Regions from separate parts of the Anser cygnoides genome. Here regions 1 and 3 are each linked to region 2. A link is a contact called in public Hi-C data. All regions are on one chromosome and are shown on one strand. The core of a region is the stretch at or near the end of the contact, and the rest is flanking DNA. Distances in the headings are between cores, read along the strand shown.

The links. A called contact is a pair of places that touch in the nucleus more often than the background predicts.
Region 1: a contact with region 2 is called in a Hi-C map of liver, with 4 times the contacts expected there. The contact joins two enhancer-like sites. A contact is called at or near these places in 2 of 7 Hi-C or Micro-C datasets (both in liver).
Region 3: a Hi-C map of liver shows a contact between it and region 2, with 1.6 times the contacts expected there. The contact joins two enhancer-like sites. A contact is called at or near these places in 3 of 7 Hi-C or Micro-C datasets (fetal liver and liver).

What each region holds. Positions count from the first base shown.
Region 1 is chr6:10,680,789-10,684,795 of Taihu_goose_T2T_genome, forward strand. It overlaps LOC106034489, which reads left to right. Exons shown (of 21, transcript XM_066999647.1): 9 at 1,316-1,406. Among named protein-coding and RNA genes, the nearest start is that of MREG, 44 kb to the right of the region's middle. Within about 2 kb of position 2,068, at least 2 of the 3 cell types and tissues checked have open chromatin away from gene starts, as enhancers often do. A contact at or near this core is called in liver, where this site is marked.
Region 2 is chr6:10,542,669-10,546,348 of Taihu_goose_T2T_genome, forward strand. It overlaps FN1 (fibronectin 1), which reads right to left. Exons shown (of 46, transcript XM_048058515.2): 26 at 3,099-3,281; 27 at 2,015-2,104; 28 at 1,130-1,399; 29 at 792-908; 30 at 199-363. Among named protein-coding and RNA genes, the nearest start is that of FN1, 35 kb to the right of the region's middle. Within about 2 kb of position 2,228, at least 2 of the 3 cell types and tissues checked have open chromatin away from gene starts, as enhancers often do. A contact at or near this core is called in fetal liver and liver, where this site is marked.
Region 3 is chr6:10,702,060-10,706,175 of Taihu_goose_T2T_genome, forward strand. LOC106034489 reads left to right here. Exons shown (of 21, transcript XM_066999647.1): 15 at 1,024-1,100. Among named protein-coding and RNA genes, the nearest start is that of MREG, 23 kb to the right of the region's middle. Within about 2 kb of position 2,507, at least 2 of the 3 cell types and tissues checked have open chromatin away from gene starts, as enhancers often do. A contact at or near this core is called in fetal liver and liver, where this site is marked.

The DNA of each region.
Region 1 (4,007 bases), core at 818-3,317, 140 kb after region 2:
TTGCCAGTATTTTGCATAAAGTTAACCCTAAGGCATGGCCCTGGAGAAATACGTATTCGAATGTTTCAGGAAGAGCTAAAACCTGCTCCCATAGCAATGAAAGGAGGCCTTGCCATTGTTTTATGAAGTTGGAAGAGATTCAAAGCATCCTATGACGGCTGCTTTGGGTTATGGGAGTCATGATTAGGGTTTCTGTTGCTGTTCTTTGAGGCACAGTTTGCTTCAGGTGTGTAAAATTCAGGCAATTGGGTTCTTGGTATATGAAATAATGACAGGCTGGGGAAAGTGGATGGGGTGTGGGATGGGATGGGACGGGATGGGACGGGACGGGATGGGATGGGATGGGATGGGATGGGATGGGATGGGATGGGATGGGATGGTAGGCTTACCACACGTTACCGATACCAATGTTTAAAAGTTATAATCATACTATTTGATGACCTTTCGGTAATGGCACAACCAGTATCATGTCCGAATTTATTATTTGTACAGAATTTTCTCCTGTGCTGTGTGGTTAAGACCACGACCCCTCAGCTCTGAAGCCTCAGCTTCTTTCCAAGCCTGGCACAGGGCTGGCTCTCCCTGCTAGCCCAGACTCTGCTAGAGCTGATTTTGGGGTGCAGGTGCTGGGCCATGGGATGGGCAACAGGGCTTGGGAAAGAGCTTGTGAGCATCGTAAAGGCATGTGGCTTCTGGCTTCCAGGAGGTTTTGGTGTGCTGGCATCAGAGCTTTTGTCTATCCCCCTCATAATAGGCGAGCGTCTCACTGTCTGTAACACATCCCCCTTCCTCAAACCCTGTATTTCGGTGTGGAAAAGGCAGTAGAGGGTGTCTTATCTCCAGATTTACAGGGGACTTGCTGCAAGGGCTGAACCCAGGCCTCCCAAGCTCCAGGCTCAGCCTCACATCACCAGCAGCTCCTGCCCTCTTCCTCCACAGCCGCCGGGCCGGAAAAAGCTGTGGCCATAATCTGGTGTTAAATCTCTTCTGATCAAGTAGCTTTGCTCTTAACAAAATAATCCTATAGAATGACTTGGCTCTCAGCTGGGAGCAGTAGGAAGATCTGGGCAGTGTATTACAGGCAGGGCACAGCACCAGGAAATTAAGCTTTATTATGTGTGCTCTGGCAGCGGAGCGCACACAGAAGTGATGTTTATGGCATTCGTGCCACCGTTCTTTCTTAATTCCTAATTCTTTTCCTATCACAGTATGGTTGGGATGTTCTCTTAGGGGAAAGCAAGGCTAATTTCTGTTTTTTATTTCTGTTTTTTTTATTTTTTATTTTTTATTTTTTGTTGTCGTTGGTTTTTTTAAGCTGACAGATGAACCAAGGGCTCTGCCCTGCCTGTCTGTGTTCACTCCTGGAGCGAGCAAGTCAGATGGGGCAAGAGCCAGACCTATCAAAGGTAGGTTCAACACCAAAATTGCTCCAGCTTGATCCCCTGACACCCACTGTCCTCTTCTGCTGACAGCCATGAGGCCGAGACCACCAGTATGTTCCCTTCTTGGAGCCCAGGGCTGTCAGGGTTCGGAGGCAGGGCAGTCATTGTGGTGAGCATCACCACTGCTGCCCAGACCCACAGAGTAAGGGGCAGGGGAGTCCCTTTGAGACCAGCTTGTCTGGCATATGGGAGCTCGTTAATCAGGCTGCAGATTAGTAATCTGGTGTTTAAAAGCATTATCATACTTTTTCCTCCCAGCTTTAGGAGCCTGGTAGTGGTAATTAAAGTCCGAAGCCCTGGTTTCAGTTCCTTTCTAATTTAAAGATTAGATACCAGCTATACTGAAAATCTTTTTCCATTTACCTTTGCCAAATCTTGAAAAAAAAGTGGAGTCATGACCCAAAGCAAAATCTCCAGCCCCTGTTAAGTCGCTGGCATGCTCCTTTGCCTCTGAGAAAGTCAGTTACATTGGGGTTTTCCCATATTTTGTTGTAGGGCATCGTAGTACTGATGATCAGAGAACCTGTCTCCAAAGATCTGTTCCATGGAAACAGTCATGATTTTCAGATGAAAATTTTAATTTCCTTCTCTGGAAATAACAGTGCTTACTGAACTTTCAGTTAGTTTTCGTCCATGTTTGTGAAATATTTTGCTGAACGTGGCCAAAAGGAGGGGCATAGAGGGCAGACCGGTAGTTTTCAGTACAAAAAAATCCTGAGAAAATTTTCAGGGGAAAATGAGGAGATGCCTTCAGTTCATCAGAGTGTAAAGGGCTCAGCCAGCTTGAGACTTCCCTATTTCAGATATGGTGCAGATACCCAATAAAGTCAACTCTTCTCACCTCTAGAGCTGCAAATGACACATTTATAATAGGATCCTCAGGAACAAGGGGCTCCGGGTTCAGCCTGAGTTTTTTAACACTTCTCAGGCTCTGTGTGAGCTTGAGCCTTCTCTTCATTCACCACGTTAATGCTAAACGCTGCTGAAACCACCAGGTCTCCCTCCAATAGATTTCCTATTAAAACTATTTATTTTACAGGATCTCTCTGTTCCCAAATATATACTAGTTTAACATTTCTGGAAAAGGTTTGGCTAGGCTTCCTCGGAACTGGACCTTTGCTCCCTCCCAAGGTTCATGAACCTTCACAACTCTCTAGGTGAACTCAGCCTGACTTTCCCATATATAACCAAATCCCAGGCCAGGTCAGTCTCATTTGGTTTCGTGTTTCACTATAGGCATTTTTTCACAGCTCCAGTTTTAAAGACCTGAGCGTGGGACAGATACAGGGCTCCCATAAATGCAGGCCATGGCCATGATAATCTTTGTGCATCCCATTTGTTGTATATGATGTTGAAATGTATTTCCCTGTAGCAAAATCCTGGAGTCACTGGGATGTGAATTACTAGCAAAGCAGAAATGGAAGAGGAGTGTTTATGGTTCATATGTTAAAATAATTCCTCCAAGGTTTGATGTACTCCCAGCCTCACACTAATTCTGTTTGGTCTGAGGCATTGTGAGTTTGCAAAAGTACCCAAAACGTTGAGGGAGGAAGCTCAGTTTGTTCTGAAATGACCACAAAAGGGCAAAGGCATTGGCTAGAAATGCACGCTATAATGCATAGTATGCAAAGTCTGCCAAAAAGTCTGAATTAGACAATTCTCTCCTGCTGTTTCCTTATAAGAGCCCAAAGAGGCGGTGCTTTATGTCAAGAAGCATGAGTCAATCCTCAGAGGAGGATGCTCAAATGGAAAACAGATCGGAGGAGGGCTCTGCAGGCTGTGCTGCTGCAGGTCCTGTCCCTTGAAGTGAAAAGCAGAGGAAGGGAGGAAAAATGGGATCGGTAACAAATGATGTGATGGCAGAGTGTCAATCACAGCGGAATTTCAGCCTGGCCCCGTATTACAGCGGCGCTGGGAGTGCTGTTCCAGCAAAGGCTGCGTCAGCACTTTGTTTAGCTTATACACCAATTTATTATCTGCCCTTTGGGCTGAGGCTGATTTTTCTAGGAGTTAACCTGGCAACAGCTCTCATCGTGTATTTTCAGCTAGCGCGTAGCTCAAGAGTTGTTTAACCTCTCACCTCTGCAGCCTCGGCCCTGGCTTATCCTATCACGGCGCAATTTGCTTGGAGTGGCTGGAGATGTAAGCCTGAAATGCAGGCTCTGCAGCAAAGACAGGGGGTTGCACAAAGCTCCCACACTCAGAAAACGCCTGCATGCTGTCCCCTCAGCCTGAAAGTCTCCTTGGAGGCGGCCAGAACCGGTGGGTGTTCTGGGGGAGTTTCCATCTCTTCTGACCTTGAGCATCACTGGGCCAAGGGAAGCAGGGCACTGATCCACGATGGCAAGCAGTGGAATTGTCCTACCTAATTTGCGACTGCCCGCTGGAAAAATGGGACTAAATACATCTTCTTTGTTCAATTCTGTTGTGGAGTGAAATGCTATAGTTTAAAATCCCGCCTTTGTAATGGGACTTGAAAGCAGCCAGCATGCCTGGTGGGTGATGGCTCATTAACCCACGATAACTTGATCAGACCACGCTGAGAGAACTGAAGGGCAATGGGTT
Region 2 (3,680 bases), core at 978-3,477:
GCTGGGCCACCGTTACATGCAGCTCCACTGAGAACAATGGGCTTAAAACACAGCCCAAGGCTTCTAACAGAAACCAGGGATCAGTGCCAACTTTGTGGGGGGTAAGCCAAAAAAAGCTTTTTTGTTGTTTGTTTGTTTTTTTCTGTTTTGTTTTTGGTGAAGTTTTTGGTGGGGTTTTGTTGTACAGACAGGTCTCACCTGTTTTGTAGGTGACAGTAACTGGCTTGCTGCTGGCAGGGCTGTCTCCACGACCAGTTACAGCATACACGGTGATAGTGTAGTCCACGCCAGGTTTGAGGCCAGTGATGGTAGCAGTGGACACGGTGCCAGGGACTGTAAACTCCTGTACAGGGCTGCTTCCACCTGAAGAGGATGGGGTGGAAAAAGAAGTGTAATGGATCTCTTCAAGTATACATTTTCAATCATAAAAAAAACCACAAGACAATCTTATATGCATTAAGTTGAAGAGAGGATGATGTTGATTTCAGTGAATTTTGCGTCAGTTTTTTTCGGTCCAACCCAATGAAAAATTAAATATGCACACAGAACCACCTCTAAAATGACTGGAGTGCTCCAAATGCTCCTTTTTGCAGGGGGCAGATGAAGATAATTTGTTCTCCTGCAAAAATAAACCTTGTATTTGACAATCTTCTTTAAACATGCTGCAAAGATCTTAAAGAGAGGGGTTTTTGTCTGCTGCAGTCAAACTTGTCTTTGCAATTTGCTGTGGCTTTCCGATAGCCTCAGACTAGATCTGCTGGTCTGCAACTGCCAGAGCAGCTTGCCCTCACCTGTTTCACCATAAGTGATCCGGTAGTATCTGACTGTCACTGCAGGAGCATCCCAGGAGATCACAAGGCTGGTTGGGCTGGTGGGGGTAACTTCCAGGTCCCTTGGAACATCAGACACTAGAAACAGAAGTGAGAGGGAGTCTGAACACAACATACATCAGTACAGATCACACCCATCACACTGTACTTCTCTGCTTCTCATCTGTCTTAGTTCTAGCACCGCGCACACATCTACAAGTGATGTATCATATCTGGTTTTAACAGCATCTACCTCACTAAAGGACACCCCAAATCCTCAAGGCAACTTTTAGTCAGCTTACTCGTCCCTCAAGGCTTGCCTGTTGTTTGCTGGCCGACCAAGGGCACGCTCTCCTCCCTGCCGTTGACAGCAATGATGCTGACCACATACTCGGTCCCTGGGAGCAGGTTGGTAAGAGTGATGGAGTTCCGCGAGGGGGGCACGCGGTCCTCCTTGGGCTTGCTGGGACCATGCTCTGGGTGATACCGGATTCTGTAGCCGGTGATGGTGGCACGAGGAGCAATCCAGTGGACGGTGAAAGAGTTGGCAGTTATATCCGAGAAGTCAAGGCCAGTGGGGGAATCGAGACCTGGGTATTTCAAAGAGACAAGAGACTGAGCTCAGCTGAACAACTAATCATCACCACTGTCTTGTTGCATGAAGCTCAGTACCATGACCCTGCCGTATCTTAAGCCAAATGCTATTCAGCTGTGGAACTAAGCACACACATGTTCAGGATCAAAGCAAGATAAACAAGTGCTGGAACACAACTGCAGGAAAGTGTATGGCAACTTTGGTCAACATCTGAAGTCTTCTCTAAATAACCAGTCTGACTTGTTTTAATATTTGTTCTTACACAGACAACACAACATAAAGCAGCACACAACCAGCAAGCTCTGTTACAGCTGTAAAACAAAAGTCACCGACGGATACAATAGGCTCTGCCTAGGCTCGTTCTCAGGCACACATGACTGGTACATTCACATGAGGGTCTATGATGCTCTATTTAGAACCAGAAGTTGTAGTTCACACCGAATGAGATATTAGACGTCCTAGTATTTCCCAAGTTGTGGATTTGCATTGCTCTTTGATATCTATCTGACGGTCTGTCAACAAGGTGACCACACAAGCAAGGGCAGCAAGATCAACTTAATGGATGGCACTAATTAATGCATTAAGCATGTCTTATGCGTTGTCTAAGTACCTGTTTTCTGGATTCCAGACAAAGGTGCACTCTCATGTTGCTCAGAAACACTGTAGACTCTCACAAGATATTCAGTACCAGGGAGCAGATCTGTGGAGTTTAAGTAAAGGGGTTTAGACAGATTTCTTTACTAATGACTAGAAGTCACTTAAAAAGCTATGCAATTTTAATTGTGTTTATGGGGATAATCGGGTTTTACCTGATGGAAGATCTGAGCCTTCGTGACAGTCAAACTCAAATCTTTTTTTGTGGCATTACTGTTGCCAGAAATGTTTTAGCCTGAAGGAGCACAGTATCCTGTATCACTGTGTTCTTAAGTTGTGGGGACTGGCTAGAAGCAATGAGTTTTCATCACAGCCCCTTCTAGCTATCTAGTTATGTACCAGGGTAAAGCTTTAGCTGATATAAACTGAAACAGAGCTAGGGATTTTCAACACAGCTATTCTAATTTACATGAGCTTCAGATCTGGACCCTTATTCTAAAAAGAGCTATTGTCTTTCACTCAACCAATCCAATTCCAGGATGGGGAAAAAAAACCTTGAAGTAAAACACAACTTTTGCACCAGCAAAAATTAACTCAGTTTTTGAAAAGTGCCCAAGATTTTTTGCCATGTCCCCTGAAGTTCCAAACAGTATTTATCTTCTGGTCCCAAATATACAGAACCAAAGGAACAATGACCTTTGGCACATTCTGATCGCCCCTGCCCGCCCCCCCCCCCCCCCCTCCCCCAAACCTCTGCACTATAGGTCCTTGTCTTCTTTGGCAAACTAAGAGAGTAATATGTATTTACTCTTAATACCTAACCAGGCTGCAAAGCAAAGCAATTACCCCATACTCTGATTCACCACCGTCCTTGGACTGATGGGAAAAGCTTTCCTGTGGTTTGCTTTTAACTTAGTTAAAGCAAGTGGCCAAAATCCACCTGTGTGCGTTTGCATGAGGCTACTTTGACATCAGCTTGTATCAGCTGGGAGTTTGGCCAGTTATACTTAGAGCAAACAGTTTTCTTTTCCCTCATCTTATGCCACATCTCCACCCATATATAAGGGGCCTCTTATATTTGTCTTATGTAATTCTCTTACTTGTTAAGATCACCATGTTGTCAGAGGGTGAAATTGTCAGCTCTGCAACATCTTCATCCTTCTTCACAGGTGAGTAGCGCACCAAGAAGCTGCTCAGCACGATGGAAGTTGGTGCAGTCCACGTCACTCTCATAGTATCAGGCCCCACATTAGTGAAGCGGAGGTCAGTGGGAGGAGGCACAGCTACATAGCAAAGAACAAATATACATTAATCTTCTCTGATACATAAAAGCTGATTGAGACACATGTTTAGGGAGTCACTAGAGAAAATATCTCATGCATAACAGACTACTGTGTCAGATCCATGCAAACAGACTTCTAGACTACATTTGGTTCTACTACAGTTAAGAGAAAAATACGCCTGTACTGCTGTCAGGCTCCTTTAGCCTCCTGGCATTTCCCAATACTTTAAATATACCCTGCGGGGCTAATTTGAAAACAAGGTAGCAAGTTTCAGTAATGTGCTTCTTGCAGCTGGATTTCATATTACACATGTGGAGCCAAGAGAGGTTTAAAGTTGCCATACAGCAGCTTACAGCTGGAAAAGTCATCTCATCTAGAATTCATACATGCACACACAGG
Region 3 (4,116 bases), core at 1,257-3,756, 160 kb after region 2:
GTGCAGCTGCACATGTGAATGGCTGTTGTGGGGATGTTGGATTTTTTTTTTTCTTTAATATTCTTTTATTCAAATAAACACTGTGGTCCTATTCTTTCATGGGCTGAAGGAGACATGGGAGCCTCTTTTTCCCAGACCCTTTTTCTGGGAATCTGTGTTCTCTCCTTAGAATGCAGAATAAACAAACTAGAAATTTTGGGTTTTAAAATCAAAATAAATAACTATTGTTCTGCTTTCCCCTCCATGGCCTCCTTCTCTTCCCACCACCTCCCCAGCTGCCTTCCCCTGCCCTGAGTGTCCCAATATTTGAGTATCAGAGTGAAATTTGGGGCTCAGATGCTGTGAGGATAACGGGGTTTAGTACTTAATGTGCTGCAGGGGTCTAAGCAAGATTTCCAGGGGCTGCTGGGGAAGAATGGAGATAGAAACCCTCCATTTTACACTTTTAACTCTCCCTGTGAAAGCTTCCTCTTGGCAGCACATCGCATCAGTGGCTATTTTTACAGTCCCTGTTCTTCTGCCTCAGAGGCTGGGACAGGATCTGTATTCCCAAATTGCTGTGACCGGTGGCTAAAATGGGAGGAGTAGGATGTGAGGGCGTCTGGCATGGCAGGGAGGGGAAAAGGCCACTTGCACAAGGGAAAAACAATCCTAAACCCAAACCCCTGCCTGCTAGGAGAGGAATAATTTGGAGCAGGCTCTCCTGCTTTCCAGGTGATGCTCGTGTGGTGTTCTGGGGTGTACCAGCCTTTTTGTAGGTGCAGTGATGGTGATAAATTGATGTGAAAGCCGGTGATAGCTTTTCACCAAATGTTGAATCTTTATTTATTTTTATTAAGGGAGAGAAAAGCAATAGGGCACTTGACTAACCGAGCCCAGGGAGGTGCTCGTGATCCTGTGGTGCAAGAAATGGTACCTGAGCTCTTATTGCAGCTGTGACGTTGTGCTGTGCCTTCGGGAGATGCACCACAGCGTCTCTCCTGAGGCATCCAGCAGAGTTTGGGGCTTTTTCTTATCTTGCAGAGAACCATATTGTGCTCCAAGGTAACAGAATGGGCTCTGATCCCCAAACTCCCTTCTGCGTGAAGACTCTTTCCATGGTAAGTGATGGCTGCACTTGTTCTATCAAAAAATCATAAAAATGACCCCTCACCCCCACTGGATGCAAATCAATCTAAGACCTGACTTTAAAAAAAATATACATATTTTTATATATAATCTTAAATAAGTAAATAAATAAAAATCCATAGATGCAGACTCAGCAGGCAGTCTTGGAGAGTAAGCAGAGGAAAGTGTTGCTTAACGTGTAACCAAAATCATCCCTGGTGCAATGTAAGCCTATTACTACTCTGACTGTCTACCATGACTGCTGAGGAAGGATTAATCCATTCTTTGTCCTGTATGTAGTTGAAGGGCGTAATCATCCATCTTCTAGACTAAACAACCTTCATTCTTTCACTCTTTCCTCATAAATTGTGTCTTCTGGCCTTTCTTAATGTTCCCTCTTGGACTTTCTCCAGTTAACTCACATCTTCGAGAGCTCAGTGCCCAGGACTGCTCTGCGTTCGACGTCGAATCGCAGCCTGCGTTTGTGAATCTGGAGGTCTGGGGTTCCCCAAGGCTCATTTGGGGCAGAGCTAAGTAAATTTGCCTCTTGGAGAATGGAAGTAATAAGAAAGGACATGCCAAGAGGAGGCATCCAAATGCCAGTGGCCTCTCCATCAGTCTGCCATCCTCGTGTTATTAGCACACAATTTCTGCTTCCCAACAGCTTACACCCAATGCGTGTAATCTTTTGAGATCCAGATCTCTTTTATTGCTGATCTCAGGGCCATGACTAAAATCAGCATTGTTTTGTCCAGCTCCTAGTCTTTAAAGGCATTTTCCTCCTTCCTCCCCCCACAATCTTTTCTTTTCCTTTTCCCATTACCAATCCGTACGGTTAATGATTTAAAGTCTGGGTCACAGGCACTTGAGCACAAGCTTTGAGCCTGGCTTTGGTGAGAGCAGCTGAACAAGGGACTAAACATTTATAGGGTCAGGAGCTCCAGGGGCATTAACATCTGCTCAGGCTCCATCTTCCCACAGAGCCACATCCCCTGCCACCAGAGGATGGCTAGGGCTGGCCTGGGACTAAGCAATTGCTAATGTAATAGCTTAGGTTGCTCCACAGCTTTAACGTTCATTTTTAAACATCCTTTTATTTATTTTAGGAGAATCCTACTCACTGAAAGGTAAGTGTTAGCTTTTTTGTTTTCTTTTCTTACTGCAGCATCCTCGTGGTGAGGACAAAGCCCAGCCTTTGTTTATACCGGGAAAAGTGCAGATAGCACTTGTTTACTCGATGTGGATATCCCTACCTGGCAGCTAGGCAAAGTCCCCAAAAAGCAAACACAGGGGAGTGAGGTGGTGTCCTTAAATAAAAGCAGGATGGCCACGCTGCGCGTCGAGCCGAATGCTTCGCATAGCTGTGCTGTCAGCAAATACAGCGAGCCAGAGGGCAGGCAACCAGTCGCTAGCACGGCTTCTTTCTGAGCTCTTATTTGCCTTCCCATTTGTTATCTTGGACATAAAGAGGTCTGTAAGCCAGGGATTTGGGCAGTTAACCTCAAATAAACCCTAAAAGACCTACTTCACTGAAGTGTAACAGCGTCTGTTGAATTTAATGGAGCTGGGCTAGCTCTCACCGAGGGTGATTTGGCCTCTGAAAGCTTGCTGTTTCCTGGAAGCTAATGGCATTTGTTGGTCATCTCTTTTGCTTTGCGTGCAACTTTGATTACTGCCTTTGTCTGCTGGCTTTATGCACGTCTCCTCCGCAAAGTGCGCGTGTGCATGTGTGCAAGAGGAGCCGGCAGCGGAGGGATGGACCACTGTCAAGGCAGGCGTTTGCTTCGGCTGTGAAGTCGCCTTTATAAGCTCAGACAGACAGCAAATATTTGATGAGGAGCAAGAGAATCAGGTATGCTGCTTGACAAAATGGATAGCCCCGAAAGCGGTGCTGTGACTCACCAGCAGATCATTTCATAGCCTCACCCGGCCCTGTGGCTTCAAAACGCTATTTAGGATCAAAGCATCTTCCAAACAGTCGGGGTTGTTTCCTTAAACAAAACCAAATCATGCTTTATAAGGTCAGCGAGCTCCCAAAGAGCCAGTTGGTGGACTGCAGCTGCAGATGGAGCGCTGTGGCATGAAGTGAAACTGCTCGGAGAGGCTGTCAGCAGCTGGCGCTGACGGGGAGAGCCGGGCGTGGGAGCCCATTTCTATTTCTCTTTTCTCCTTTCTACAGGTTGGTGATTCACTGATGGGTGAAGGAAACTCACAGCCACCCGAAGTCCCACTCTCAGCTCTCGGCACGTAGAGTAGCACAAATCATTTCCAGCTCAACTCGACTTCTCGAGGTTTCAGGCTGGAAAATAACCCCCACCATGGGTCGCTGGGAGACAGGAATTGTATTTAAGCACGGGCTTTGGCCAAGCGAAAAGTTATCCAAATGTGGCTGTTCTTTTGCTCTGTGTAATGACTAGCAATTGAGAGATCATTGAAATAAAATACAAATCCAGCAATTTGGAGGCCCTGGAAGATAAAAAGCCTGACTGCATCTGTCTCGCCTCCTAAAAGCACCAAGCTGTTCACTGTTTGATACAGCATCCAGACGTGGGGCTTCTGATGTGAGCTGAGAGCAGCAAATCAGAGGAATTAAAGCATCCCCCACTCTGAGGGACAGCCTCTGGACAAAGACCAAAGTGGCCCCAGCTCCTATGGGAAAAGCTTGTCCAAGGACAGGCGGGAGCAGAGTGAATTAAATCTCTTTTGAAGCCTTATTTTTAATATAGGCAGATCCAAGCCACAAGCTGGGAATTCAGGAGGCCATGTGCCATTCCCTGGTGGTCCCTGATGTCTGGCAGGATTTGTTTCTGAAGTGCTTCACCTTCCCAAATGCTGATGTCTCTCCTGCTGACTTCAGTACACCAAGCCTGACCACCTCCCTAGGACCTCGGTGCAATCTCACGTAGCTCAGCTAAAGGAGATCATACGATCATTAAGGTTGGAAAAGACCATCAAGATCGTAGATGTACACATGCAGGGGCTGGCGAGGGGCACGGCCAGACCCTCTCC